Linked DNA regions of Sus scrofa: regions 1 and 3 are each linked to region 2. A link is a contact called in public HiChIP or PLAC-seq data. All regions are on one chromosome and are shown on one strand. The core of a region is the stretch at or near the end of the contact, and the rest is flanking DNA. Distances in the headings are between cores, read along the strand shown. Region 1 overlaps PDGFRL (platelet-derived growth factor receptor-like protein). Region 2 overlaps MTMR7 (myotubularin-related protein 7). Region 3 holds the start of PDGFRL (platelet-derived growth factor receptor-like protein).

What was found. HiChIP or PLAC-seq counts read pairs in DNA pulled down with a chosen protein or histone mark.
Region 1: a contact with region 2 is called in an H3K27ac HiChIP or PLAC-seq map of skeletal muscle. The contact joins two enhancer-like sites. A contact is called at or near these places in 8 of 47 Hi-C or Micro-C datasets (embryonic fibroblasts, psoas muscle, retroperitoneal adipose tissue and 2 more) and 1 of 2 datasets of contacts at active chromatin or transcription factors (skeletal muscle).
Region 3: a contact with region 2 is called in an H3K27ac HiChIP or PLAC-seq map of skeletal muscle. The contact joins the promoter of PDGFRL here to the enhancer-like site in region 2. A contact is called at or near these places in 2 of 5 promoter capture datasets (fetal liver and liver), 13 of 47 Hi-C or Micro-C datasets (alveolar macrophages, embryonic fibroblasts, fetal heart ventricle and 6 more) and 1 of 2 datasets of contacts at active chromatin or transcription factors (skeletal muscle).

What each region holds. Positions count from the first base shown.
Region 1 is chr17:5,296,769-5,300,696 of Sscrofa11.1, forward strand. The region is part of intron 2 of PDGFRL (platelet-derived growth factor receptor-like protein); the gene reads left to right. Among named protein-coding and RNA genes, the nearest start is that of PDGFRL, 20 kb to the left of the region's middle. Within about 2 kb of position 2,258, at least 30 of the 83 cell types and tissues checked have an H3K27ac peak or open chromatin away from gene starts, as enhancers often do. A contact at or near this core is called in retroperitoneal adipose tissue and skeletal muscle, where this site is marked.
Region 2 is chr17:5,045,712-5,049,745 of Sscrofa11.1, forward strand. The region is part of intron 7 of MTMR7 (myotubularin-related protein 7); the gene reads right to left. Among named protein-coding and RNA genes, the nearest start is that of MTMR7, 75 kb to the right of the region's middle. Within about 2 kb of position 2,085, at least 11 of the 83 cell types and tissues checked have an H3K27ac peak or open chromatin away from gene starts, as enhancers often do. A contact at or near this core is called in retroperitoneal adipose tissue and skeletal muscle, where this site is marked.
Region 3 is chr17:5,277,506-5,281,804 of Sscrofa11.1, forward strand. PDGFRL (platelet-derived growth factor receptor-like protein) reads left to right here and starts at 1,367. Exons shown (of 6, transcript XM_021077996.1): 1 at 1,367-1,617. The coding sequence starts at 1,563.

The sequences.
Region 1 (3,928 bases), core at 1,008-3,507, 250 kb after region 2:
GCAGCAACAGCTCTGATTAACCCCCATCCTGGGAACCTCCATATGCCGTGGGTGTGGCCCTAAAAAAAGGACAAAAGACAAAAAAAAAAAAAAAAAGAATTCGATTTCCCAACAAATATGTATGGGGCAGGGTGGGGGGGGGGAGTTGTAATTTATCCCACAGGGAGGATAAATTCATTGATATCTCTGAGTCCTGAGTTGGAGGAATGTGCTGAAGATTCTGTATTTCCAGGTGCTGAAACTGATTCAGATTTTAATTCTCACCTCAGTCCATCCCAATCACATAGTTCTCCCCCACCTCCTTTTTTTTTTTTTTTTTTTTTTTTTTTTTGGTCTTTTTGCTATTTCTTGGGCCGCTCCCGCGGCATATGGAGGTTCCCAGGCTAGGGGTCGAATCGGAGCTGTAGCCACCGGCCTACGCCAGAGCCACAGCAACGCAGGGTCCGAGCCGCGTCTGCAACCTACACCACAGCTCACGGCAACGCCGGATCGTTCACCCACTGAGCAAGGGCAGGGACCGAACCCGCAACCTCATGGTTCCTAGTCGGATTCGTTAACTACTGCGCCACGACGGGAACTCCCCCCCTTTTTTTTTTTCACTTTTTTGGCTACCCCTGAGGGATGTGGAAGTTCCCAGGCTAGGGGTTCAATCGGAGCTGCAGATGCCAGCCTACACCACAGCCACAGCAACATGGGATCCGAACCGTGTCTGCGACCTACACCACAGATCACAGCAATGCTGGATCGCCGACCCACTGAGCAAGGCCAGGGATCAAACTCTCAACCTTGTGGTTACTGGTTGGGTTCGTTTCCACTGTGCCACAATGGGAACTCCTCTCCACTCTCTTTTAACATCAGAAACTGCATATAAACATGTATCTATATAGATATGTATATATATGACACTATATATATGACAATAGTTAATTTACTAAACGTTGTTTCCCGGCTCCTCTGCCCACATACTCCCGCCTCTGCCCTCCCTTAATTATTCTATTCCTTTTTTCCAACAGTTATTTTTTTCACCCATGATAGTCAAGTTCCCATCCTAGGGTGATGCTGGAGATGCGATGGTGACCGAGATGGACACAACCTCTCTTCCCACAGAGCTTTTAGTCTTGTGGGAAGACAGATTATTAGCTAAGCCAATTTAACGTATAGCTGTGTGAGTGCCTTGCTAGAAGGAGTACAGGATCTGGAAGGAGAAAACTCAAGCTAATACATGAGAGCTGGGAGTTAACCAGGAAACAAAGTGGGGAGGAGAGGAGTGTAAGAACATTCCAGAAGGAAGGAACAGCATGGGGGTCTTCCTCTGAGATGGAGTGGCTGTCACCCCTGGAGCACTGAGGGTGTGTGGGAGGGGGTGGGGTGGCTTGAGTCAGGGGAGGAGACAGGAGGTGACCAAGGAGAGCGGTTGCTGGAAGATGAGGGGCAGTCAGACCAGGGAGGGAGGGCCTGTTAGCCACACTGAGGAAGTCAGAGTAAAAAATCCAAGGGCAGTTGCGATACACTAAGAAAGTACAGAGGGCCACACACACAGCATGAGGGCTGTAACCCCTCACTGCCTTTAGGAAAAGGCAGCATCACTGCCAAGTCTCAGGTGGACCCACTCTCCATGCACCCCATGCCCACTTTCCACAAACAGGGGTCCACAGACCTCTCCCTGGACCTAACATGTCTTTGCAATGTGTATCTTTTAAATTTTTTGCTTTTATTTTGTTGATAATATAAAAAACATTAATGTAAGAATGTTCTGGAAGTTCCCATTGTGGCTCAGCAGTAACGAGCCTGACTAGGATGCATTAGGACTAGTGTTCAATTCCTGGCCTCACTCAGTGGGTTAGAGGATCCAAGCTGCCGTGAGTTGCAGACACGGCTTGGATCCCACCTTGCTGTAGCTGTGGTATAGGCTGGCATCTGCAGCTGCAATTGGACCTCTAGCCTGGGAACTTCCATATGTCTCAGATGTGGCCCTAAAAAAGACAAAAAAAAAAAAAAAAAAAAAAAGAGAGAGAGAGAATGTTTTGCACCAGTTTGCACCATGTGATCAACACCATCCATTTTCCTCTTCTCTGGAAACATTTTGTTTCTTCAATCTCATCATAACATACTCCCAGAAATTAGAGCAGAGGAATTCTTGGCACGAGATTGAGCCAAGGAAAAAGATAAGAAGTAACTTAGAATAAGTGTTCTGGATGGTGGCTCAAATATAAATCAGTGCCGGGTAAGAAGAGGGAGATGCTGGAGAGTGAAGCGAGCAAGTTGGCAGTGTCACAGCCGTGAAAACAAGCTGGCTGCTGTGCTCATAAAGAAGCCTGGGCTGCTCCCTGGAAAATCAGGTCCAGATATCGTCTTTCAGGATGTTTCTGGGGCCTCGGGTGGGATGTTAGTATTTTTCAGTCAAGAAATGTTAAGTTCAGAGGAGTGGGTGGAGCGCAGGAGATCTCTTTGATGGCTGGTTCCTCTGAAAACAATAAATAGCTTCTCAAAACAAGGGAGGGCAAATGGGTTTTCGTTTGGCTGCAGTTGGCAATGGCTTACTCCACCCACAGACACACAAAGGGAGGGTGGGCCGAGGAAGCAGACAACGGGCTCCAGGCCAGTCCAGTCCTGACTCCCAGAACCCCAGAGGAGGGGGTCCGGGGGACCTTTTAAAAGAACAGAGAAAGATGTTGAGAAGTGTTTATGATAGAATCTGCACAGACTTTGGTAAACATTGTCCGTCTTAACTTTGGTGTTGTACTGCGGAAGATACCCTTTTCTTTTTCCTTCACTTTTATTTTATTATTTTTTGTTTAGCAAACAAAATGTGATGTTTGTTTGGTAACCACCAAATTTACCATTTTAACCATTTTCAAGTGTGCAGTTCAGTGGCAGTGAGACATTTGTATTGTCATACAGGTGTTTTTAAAATTCAAACTCCGTTTCCTTCAAAGCTCATTTTACTTGATTTTCTGAGCCGGACGTACGAAGACGTTGAGTTCCATGAAAATCTTTGGTGCCCTCCCTTTGTTTTTGTACTTACCTGGAGGTGCCCTTGGGGCCCAATTTGCCGTGGGAAATTGAAAGTCTATGCTTCAGCCAGACTCTGATATTGACCTTCAAATGGATGTCACCCCCAGAAAACAATCAGGTTAAAAATAAATAATTTATCCCGCCCTGAAGGTAGAGCTTTCTCTTTCCAGACCCAATGGCACCAGCGCCAGAAGTGCCAACGTCTCCCAAGAGGTGAATTGGTGAGTGAGACAGGATGCAGGACGGGTGTTCTAGCTGTTCCCACAGCATTCAGGTTGCAGAAAAACACGGCCTGTTCCATTCAGGACGTGAGTTGTGGGAGAGGGAGAAATAATAGGAACAGCCCCATAGCTGTCAGGATAGAATGAGGTCATGCAAGTGAAGCATTGGCACATGCACTGAGACATCTCAATAAAGATGAGCTGTTTTTACTCACAAGACTGTACCCAAAGGAGGGAAATCACAAGAAAACAGCCAGGTTTGCAAGAAATTTTGTTTGTTTTTTGCCCAAGGCTGCAGCATGTGGAAATTCCGGGAACAGGAATGGAGCCCATGCCACGGCAGTGACAGTGCCAGATCCTTAACCTGCTGTGCCACCAAGGAACTCCAAAAATTTTATTATTTGTTTTGTTTTGTTTTGTTTTGTTTTGTTTTGTTTTGTTTTGTTTTGTTTTGTTTTGTTTTATTTTATTTTATTTTATTTTATTTTATTTTATTTTGTCTTTTTGCTATTTCTTGGGCCGCTCCCTTGGCATATGGAGGTTCCCAGGCTAGGGGCTGAATCGAAGCTGTAGCCACCGGCCTACGCCAGAGCCACAGCAACGCAGGATCCAAGCCGCGTCTGCAGCCTACACCACAGCTCACGGCAACGCCAGATCCTTAACCCACTGAGCAAGGGCAGGGATCGAACCCA
Region 2 (4,034 bases), core at 835-3,334:
TCAAAAGGTCACATACTCTTTATTTTCAACTATATTAGTGTTTCTGAAATGACAAGCTTATAGAGAAGAGAGTAGGGGTTATTTTTGGTGATGTAATAGTTCTATACCTTGACTGGGGTCCTGAATATACAAACATACGTATGTGATAAAATTTTATACAGCTAAATACACACACACACAGACATACACAAACACAGACACACACAAGGTTGGAGGATTGTGTGATGTCAATATCCTGGTTGCATTATTGCACCAGTTTTTGCAAGACATTACCATTGGGGGAAAGTGGGCAAAAGAGACATGGTATCTCTGTAATATTTCCTACAACTGCATGTGAATCTAAAACAATCCCAAAATACAAACTTTAATTTTTAAAAAAATGCTCAAATAGATAAAACAATGGAGGTAACTGCAGTCCAATTTCAATCTATGCTTAAGGAACACAACAGACGACTGAAAAGTGGAAATGGAAAACATGCCCTGTTTTCTAACCCAAGGCTATTGCGTGATCCTCTCTACATCTCTGGGTGCAAAGAAAAGCTCATACATCAAACAGAAAAACTCTCTTGTTTCTCAACAAACACTTAACCAATACCTACTGCATGCCAGGCACTGCACAGAATAAAAATGTGGGAAAAAGAAGCTTCTCTGAAGCCACAAGCTGATCATCAAGTATAGAAACACAAGCACATGACACCAAGTAACAGCAGAGACAAGAGCCGCCAGGACTGGGAGGAGCCAAGTGTCTGCTGGAGGCAGAGGCAGGAGTTAGAACCTGGAGCAGCCCCGTGGGGGCATCAGGGGTATCATTTCATGATAGAAGGGAGACTTGAGAAGGAAGGAAGGATGGGGAGAAAGGCGGAGGGCATCCCAGATGAAGTGATGAGGAGGAAACAGGTGGGGACCAAATCAAGGAGCAGGTGGGAATCGGCAAGCCGACCAGGGCTGACACCGAGGAAGGTTCAAGTGTGGCGGCAGCAGCAAGAGGGGAGGCTGGAAATGATCAGGCTCCTCTGTGAACAAGCCAGAGTCAAGAAGTGCTGCCTTCATCTGTGACAGTTAAGAGCCACTGAAGGCTGCCGAGCAGACTCAATTGAAACACTTGAGACTTTTGTATCCATGACAGAGAAGATCCACCGGAACGGAGCAGAGCACCTGGTCGCCACAGCAAGCCTGTGGAGACCACTGATGACCACAAGCCTAGGCCTCCAGCTGCCACAGAACTGGCCCCCAAGGAAGATTTACCGAAAGGCTGACCCACCAAATAAACGCCTGAGGAACAGAGTGAAATCAAGAGGTGAACAGGCCAAGAATGTTAAAAAACAGAAAGAAAATTTTTCCCCTTCCAATTTTATTTTATTTTATTTTGAGAAAATGTAATTGTTAATAATATTTTTTTCTTTTTTTTATAATTTTTTCCCCTTCCAATTTTAAATCATCAATCAAATATATTAAAACCACGGAAACTCAGTCAACGATGAACTTCATATCAAGTTAAAGGTCAGTCCAGTGCCTCTCCTAGTCTCGGAGTCTCCACTTTCAGCAGAGTACATCCTGTCCCTCAATGACAGAACTGATCTGACGTGGCTGGAAAGTGGGAACTGCAGTTGATCTTGGCAGGAGGACCAGGCCACACCCTCGCCTAGGGTGTCACTTAACAGTCCTCTTCTCTCCATCTGCATCTGATGAAAGGAAGAATTTAACTTGTGACATAAACGTGAAAAGAAGAGGTGATTTTATTTCTTGCGACTGCTGTCTACAACTGTGCTAATCAAAATCCTCCTTTCCTCCCCGAAGGAAGAACGAATAGCTTTCTGATCACAGTCAGGAAGTCACCGTTAACTCCAGTTAAAATCCCAGCCTCATGTATGATGCAGAAGTATCTCTTTGCATCATTATAGGCTGTTTGGACTGGTGAAGGGTCTGCTCTGGTACTTTCTCTTTTTCCTTTTTCTCTAGGTTCTATCTGGATATTGGGGAGGGGGGAGGACAGAAACATCTCTTTGTGAAGCTGGACAAGACTGTCATTCTCTCCATCAGCCATCACCGCCTTTTGGTTAACACAAAGCATCACTGCCTCTCTAGCCTAAGTGTCCAAATCCGAGGGTGCGCACAGCAGCTAGGGTGTGTCCAATCCTTGGGTGGGTTGGGGAGGAGGTACACAGTTCACGAGGCACACATGGGAGACCTACCTTGGCGTGGGCCTGTCCCAAGGCCTCGGCTTCCCTCCCCAGCGGGTAACCCACAGTCACAAGCAGCTGGGACCTCCAGGGGGAAGAGGACACCAGCTAGACGGCTCACGTGTAACTTCCTTTCTCAGTGTCCTCCTGACCTACAGGTCATCCCATCCTTGTCCTGCTAGAGAGGTAAAGCAGAGGGCCCACTGCACTAAACCCCGCTGCCTCTTCATTTCCCCAGCTCAATGCCGTGGCGGCCACCAGCAAGTCTGTGACACACACGAGCAAGTCACATCCTCGCTTCTCTTGTGTCTTGCACTCCAATCTTTATAGCTGATTCTCCTAAACATCCCCTCAGAGGATTCGGTGAGTGGAAACCACCTGGCTATGGATTCCAGAGAAGCAGAAAAACTTTCAATGAGACATACTGTTGCACAGCAAAAGGAGCACTTCTGAGGTGAAATCAGAGGCCATCAAAATAAAGTTATCTCTGGAGGAGGAGCCAGCACAGAAGGCTGAGTGTCTGATCTTCTATAAGTCTGCAGTTTGTCCTTCCACTCTGACTTTCCAGCCTCCCTGGGAATGTGCACAGAGGGGCAACCTCCCTGAGCCCGAGAGTGGACAGGAGGCTCCCCTGGAGACCGTGGTCAATGGACAGCACCACAATCTAACAGAAGTGTGGGCTCAGCTTGGATAAGCCTAGATCTGAATCTGCGCTCTGACCTCAACTGTGTGACCTTGGGCGAATGATTTAACCTCTCTAAACCTCAGATTTCATCCATACAAAGGAAAGAACAGCTCCTAATTTGCAGGAGTGGTAGAAGAATTGAAGGAAGAAGCTCAGTAAACTCCTAGAACGAAGTAATGATAAAGTCCTGAATGAAGCTGAGATAAAAAGACCGGGATCTCATTTTAACAATTCCGCAAAGATGGTGTCCACACCACAGCATCTCATAGCTTCTTAATGTACCAAATCCTAGTGGGAGCATTTGACCTCAGGGGTGTGGCATTTTTTTTTTTAAATGGATACCCAGTTCAAGCTGAGGACCTCACTGCCTCCTGAAATTTTAATGTCAACAAGCAATTCAGAATCTTTCACCTGGACAGGATGAGCCTCGCTCCAAGGACAAGAATGATTTCTAACCTTTCTCTTTGCATTAAACCTGTGGGCAAACCTGGCCAGGGCCCCGTTTGCTGCCCACTGCCCACAGCAAACACAGACCCACCTGGTCTCCTGGCTACAGAGGAACAAAAATCAACAGACGTGATCTTTAAAAGAATGAAAGCTCTGAGCAAACAGTTTAAAGTTCCTGTGAAGGTGTGCACCTGGGTGAACAGGAAGAGGACGCAACATATATGAGACACCAATTTTCTTTAATGGATCAGCATCAAACTTCTTATCACTGAGAGCAAACACACTTAGTGCTAAATACACCCTTCCAATCGAATCCTTTGGATTAATTTATTTTAAATCTGGACTATGCCTGGCTCAACAGCTGCCACACTGCCCAGAAGCTTTACAGAACGCACTACACACTTGGATTGTTGGCTCTTACATCAGCAGGCGAATCTGTTCGCCTTTATTTAAATCTGGTAAAATGGGATTAAAGAAGGGCATTCCAATTCACTAAAGCCCCCGTCTCTTCTTCCCTTTCCTAGTTTGCCTTCTGCATATGTGTCTGAGATGCAGGCACTCATTCAGTCCTTTTTGACTGTTAGAAAATTCAGAGCAGATCCACTGTCCTGACACAAAAGGTATGATGAAGAGGAGGGAAACAGTCAAGGTGAGAAAAGCACCCATCAAGAGAGAGCAGTAAAAAGTCAGGGATCTTCTGGCATCTTTCGAGTGAAAGTCTT
Region 3 (4,299 bases), core at 117-2,616, 230 kb after region 2:
CCTCATAGGCTTGTTGTTAATAGGAGACCAAGAAATGCATGGGAAGGGTTCTATGCTCTGCTTGGAACATAAAATAATTATTACTTTTTAGAAACTTGTGGAATACAAAACTTAATAGGACATATTTCCTGCCCTTGAACTTGGGATGGTGCAGGAGAAAGAAGCACAACAAACTATTTTTGTTGTAGCTGCTACCATGAGGTGTTTATTCTAGAGAAGCGCTTAGGCTGAGCGAGGAGGAGGTGAGGCTTGAGCTAAGCCTCGAAGGAGGAGTTAGGTTTAGGCCAGGGACTGGGGGATGGGGAGAGGACAGGCCACTGGTAAAAGGAGGAAGGGGACTTGGGGGGCGGGCAGCAGGAGTGGTGAACCCCCTGGGGGCGGTGGGGGGTTGGGGGTGATGGAGGGTAATGTTTGTGTGGAGGGCAGGACAGGATGGGGAGCAGCTGCAGAGGACCTGCATCCTGAGAACTCTGGAGAATTTCTGAAGGGTTTTAGTTGGGATAGATATATTTTTAGAGTTGTATTTGAGGATAGCTCCAACTGTTGGGGAAAGTGTGGATTGAGGAGTGAGAAAGAGAGGGCAGGGAGACCAACTAAGAGGCGGTGGCCACTTCCTGGTGACAGAAGATAGGAGCCTGAGTGGAGCGACCATGGTGGCAAAGAGGGCTGGACGTGAAGCACAGTCAGCACCAAGACCCGGCAGCACCTGGGGCTGTGCAGGGTTGAGGGGAAGATGGTGTAGACAGAGTAAGAGCCAAGGAGTGGACTTCAAGGAGTCAGGAAGGAGGCCATGATGCTGTCACTTGACTCTTTTCTGGCACAGTCCCTCCTGGACTCTTGAGTCTTGTGTAGGCACTGGGATTGCTGAATAAAAGAAGTTTCTCTAAAACCTCCACCAGACCCTGGGGAGGGAGCCAGACTGTGATGGGTCCCCCCAAGGCAGAGTACCTTTGCCACTGGAGAACCCCAGGACTCTAAGGTCTCAGCTGCAAGGGATATGCCCGTGTCCGGCAGAGCCAGGACAACCGAGGCAATGGTCTTGTTAGGAAAAGACCTGCTGAGAAGGAAGAAAAAGGGGCACTTTTTACAGAGCATTAAGGCTGGTGAGGAGCACTGGTGACATTTGGACAATTCTGGTTAAGTGCGACCCCGTCAGTACCAGCAGGATTTCGATGGGCCTTCGTGCAGTTGGTAAACTTGATAAAATGCCGAGCGTTGGGGAAACTCATTGACTTTTGTAATTAACATTTCACCCTCGTCCCTCGCTCGCTCTCGGCGCCAGGAAAAAGCGCCGCGCTTCACGGTTCCGCCAGGGGGCAGGAGAGGTTACATTACACAGAATTAAAAAAAAAAAAAAAAAAAAAAAAAAAAAAAAAAATCCCCAAACTTTCCCCCCAAATCTGTGTTCTCTTCCTCATGAAACCGAATCCTCCGGCTGTGGCGTCCCAGGCGCCCGCCCCTCTCCCGCTGCCTCCCCCGGCGCCCCTGCCCTCGCCCTGCGCTGTCCGAGCGCCTCGGACCAGCTTTCCGCAGAACCTCGACCCCCACCGCTTGCCCTGAAAATGAAGGTTTGGCTGCTGCTGGGTCTCCTGCTTGTGCACGAAGCGCTGGAGGATGGTGAGTGACTCTAGGTAGGCGGCTAGCCGGCTTGTGCCCGGACCTTATCCCCGATCCCTCGTGATCCTCCATCTCTTCTCTAACTTTAGACCTTTCCGGCCGGCCCTGGAGCCACTCCTGTCCCGTGCACTTGCCCGCTCCTAGTAGGGTCTCCTTACTCCCTCCACCCCACTCACTTGGAGCTCCAGAAACGGTGACAGCTGTCCCGACCCCTAGGATTCCCACCAGAACCGCTCCTGCGCCGCTGGAAAGCCCTAGGCAGCCAGCAAACCAAACATACCCAGGCAGCGCCTGGTCCAGCCCCTAGTGTCAACGTGTCGGTCTGGGAGGAGGCGCGGTGCAGCGGATCCGCTCACCTCCTCGGTTCGCTAGGGATCCCAGCTTCTGAGGGCGGGTGCCCCCTAAGCTGATTCTTTTACAAAATTCCTCCCCCACTTGTCTTCCTTCCCCATCTGAGTCCTATATTTGTTCCCTATACCAACTTGGGCTTGAATCCTGAAAGATGTGCCTGAATCTTAGGCAGATATTTCTGGATATTAAGCCTTTTCAAAACAACTCAAAACCCCACAGCTCTTACTCTTCTTATCTGATTGGAAGGAAAAGAGGAAGAAAATCGATTTTTGTACAGCATATGGGGGCCCTTGTGCCACTGCACTTTTTGAATGTGTGCCTGTCCTGGACCCACCCTGTTGTGTAGATTCAAAGCCATAGGGTCAGGATTTGTTTGTGTGTGTGTGTGTGTGGGGGGGTGTCTGTTGTTATATTTCTGTCTATTATTTCTGTGTGTTGGTGATTGTTTGGTTGGCTCTATTATTTTTCGATTGGTGTTAATTGTACAGTATATTTGCATCTGGTATATCCTGAAATCTCTCTTGGAAGTCTACTCTATAGTCACTATTTTTGTTTAGTTTTGGTTGAAAAGCAGCTTTTACTGTTATGCAACCTCATGCTGGATCCAGTTCAACCTGGCTCACATTTTATCCACTACTCAGTCCTGACCAGTTCCCTCCTTTCCCGTGAAACTAGAAGCGTTTGCCAGAAAAACACCACATTCTGGTTTGCAAAGTCTATAATAGTTGTTGGGCTTGAAGTTGAATGTGAAGTTCCTTAAGCCTAGAGCCTTGCTGAGTAAAGTGTAGCAGCCGGTCTGCTGGGGAAGAATGGGTCCTCTGCCTAGACAGCAGTTGGCTTGCTTTCGTGTGGTCAAATGCAGTATTAAATTGCTCCTGGCAGGTCCTCATATGTGATGGCTGAAGTGACAGAAATGCAGTATTTGGTATCATTTTTTTGCATAGGGCCAGAGATGGTCAGACAAAATAATTTCAAATGGCCCATCCACTTGATTACACAATTCACTCAAGACACCTGCCTGCCGCAGAGGCTCAGGGAGCAGCCTCAGCCTCCTGATTCTCCCGGCCACCTCACGCCCAGATCACAAACATCTGCCTGGATCAACTTGCATCTATTTAAGTCAAATGCAATTCATTCAAACAATATACGTTTATGAGATTCAGAGGAAATTGAAGACAGACTATTTTATAAGAAATAATTGATACATTTTAGGTATGATAATAGCACTGTGGCTTCGGTTTTTTTTGTTCATTGTTTGGGTTTTTTGATTTTCTTGCAGGGGAGTTTGTTTTCGTTTTTGTTTTTTCCGGCCTTGGCGTGCAGTGGTGGGATCTCATTTCTTTTTTTTTCTTCTTTTTTTTTTTTTTTGCTATTTCTTGGGCCGCTTCTGTGGCATATGGAGGTTCCCAGGCCAGGGGTTGAATCAGAGCTGTAGCCACCGGTCTTATGCCAGAGCCACAGCAACGTGGGATCCGAGCCGCGTCTGCAACCTACATTGCAGCTCACCGCAACACCAGATCCTTAACCCACTGAGCAAGGCCAGGGACTGAACCCGAAACCTCATGGTTCCTAGTCGGATTCGTTAACCACTTCGCCATGAAGGGAACTCCAGGATCTCATTTCTGAGACCAGGGATTGAACCTTAGGCCACAGTGGTGAAAGCGCCAAGTCCATTAGTTTAGGGGGTTGGTAATGATAGGCCACCAGGGAACTCCTTCTGTGTCTTTATCTGGCCTTTTCCTCTGGGTGTGGGTCTCTTATAAGAACACCAGCACATTGTATCCTAATGACCTCATCTAAACTTGATTATGTCTACAGATATCCTATTTCCAGATAAGGTTACATTCATGATACCAGAGGTTAGGACATCAATGCATCTTTTGGGGACACAGTTCAACCTACACAATAGGGTAGGGGGATGGAGAGGGCTGCGGTGGGCAGTGTGAGCGTGGTTTCGATAGGAGAGTCAGAGACCAGCCTGGAGGGAGGAAGCAAGTGCTGCTTGTCAGAACAAAGAGCCATGTGAGCCAAGGGCACCAGTTTCAAGGTGTCATGGTGGCCAGTGTGGCTGAGGGAGCATGAGGTGTGAGATGAGATTGCAACACCTTGCAGGGCATGGGAAGACTTAGGGCTTTGTTCTAAATTAGATGAAAGTCATGGGAGGGTTTGGAGCAGAGGCTCAGCCCATGGTTTGACTTATATTTGCAAAGGTAGGAGTGCTCAGGTGGAAGCCAGGAGCCTGAGGAGGGGGCTGTTTGAAAAGTCCGGGTGAAAGTGGCTTGGTCCTGGGTGGTTGAAGTAGATGTAGGAAGAAGAGCTTGGGGGCGGGAG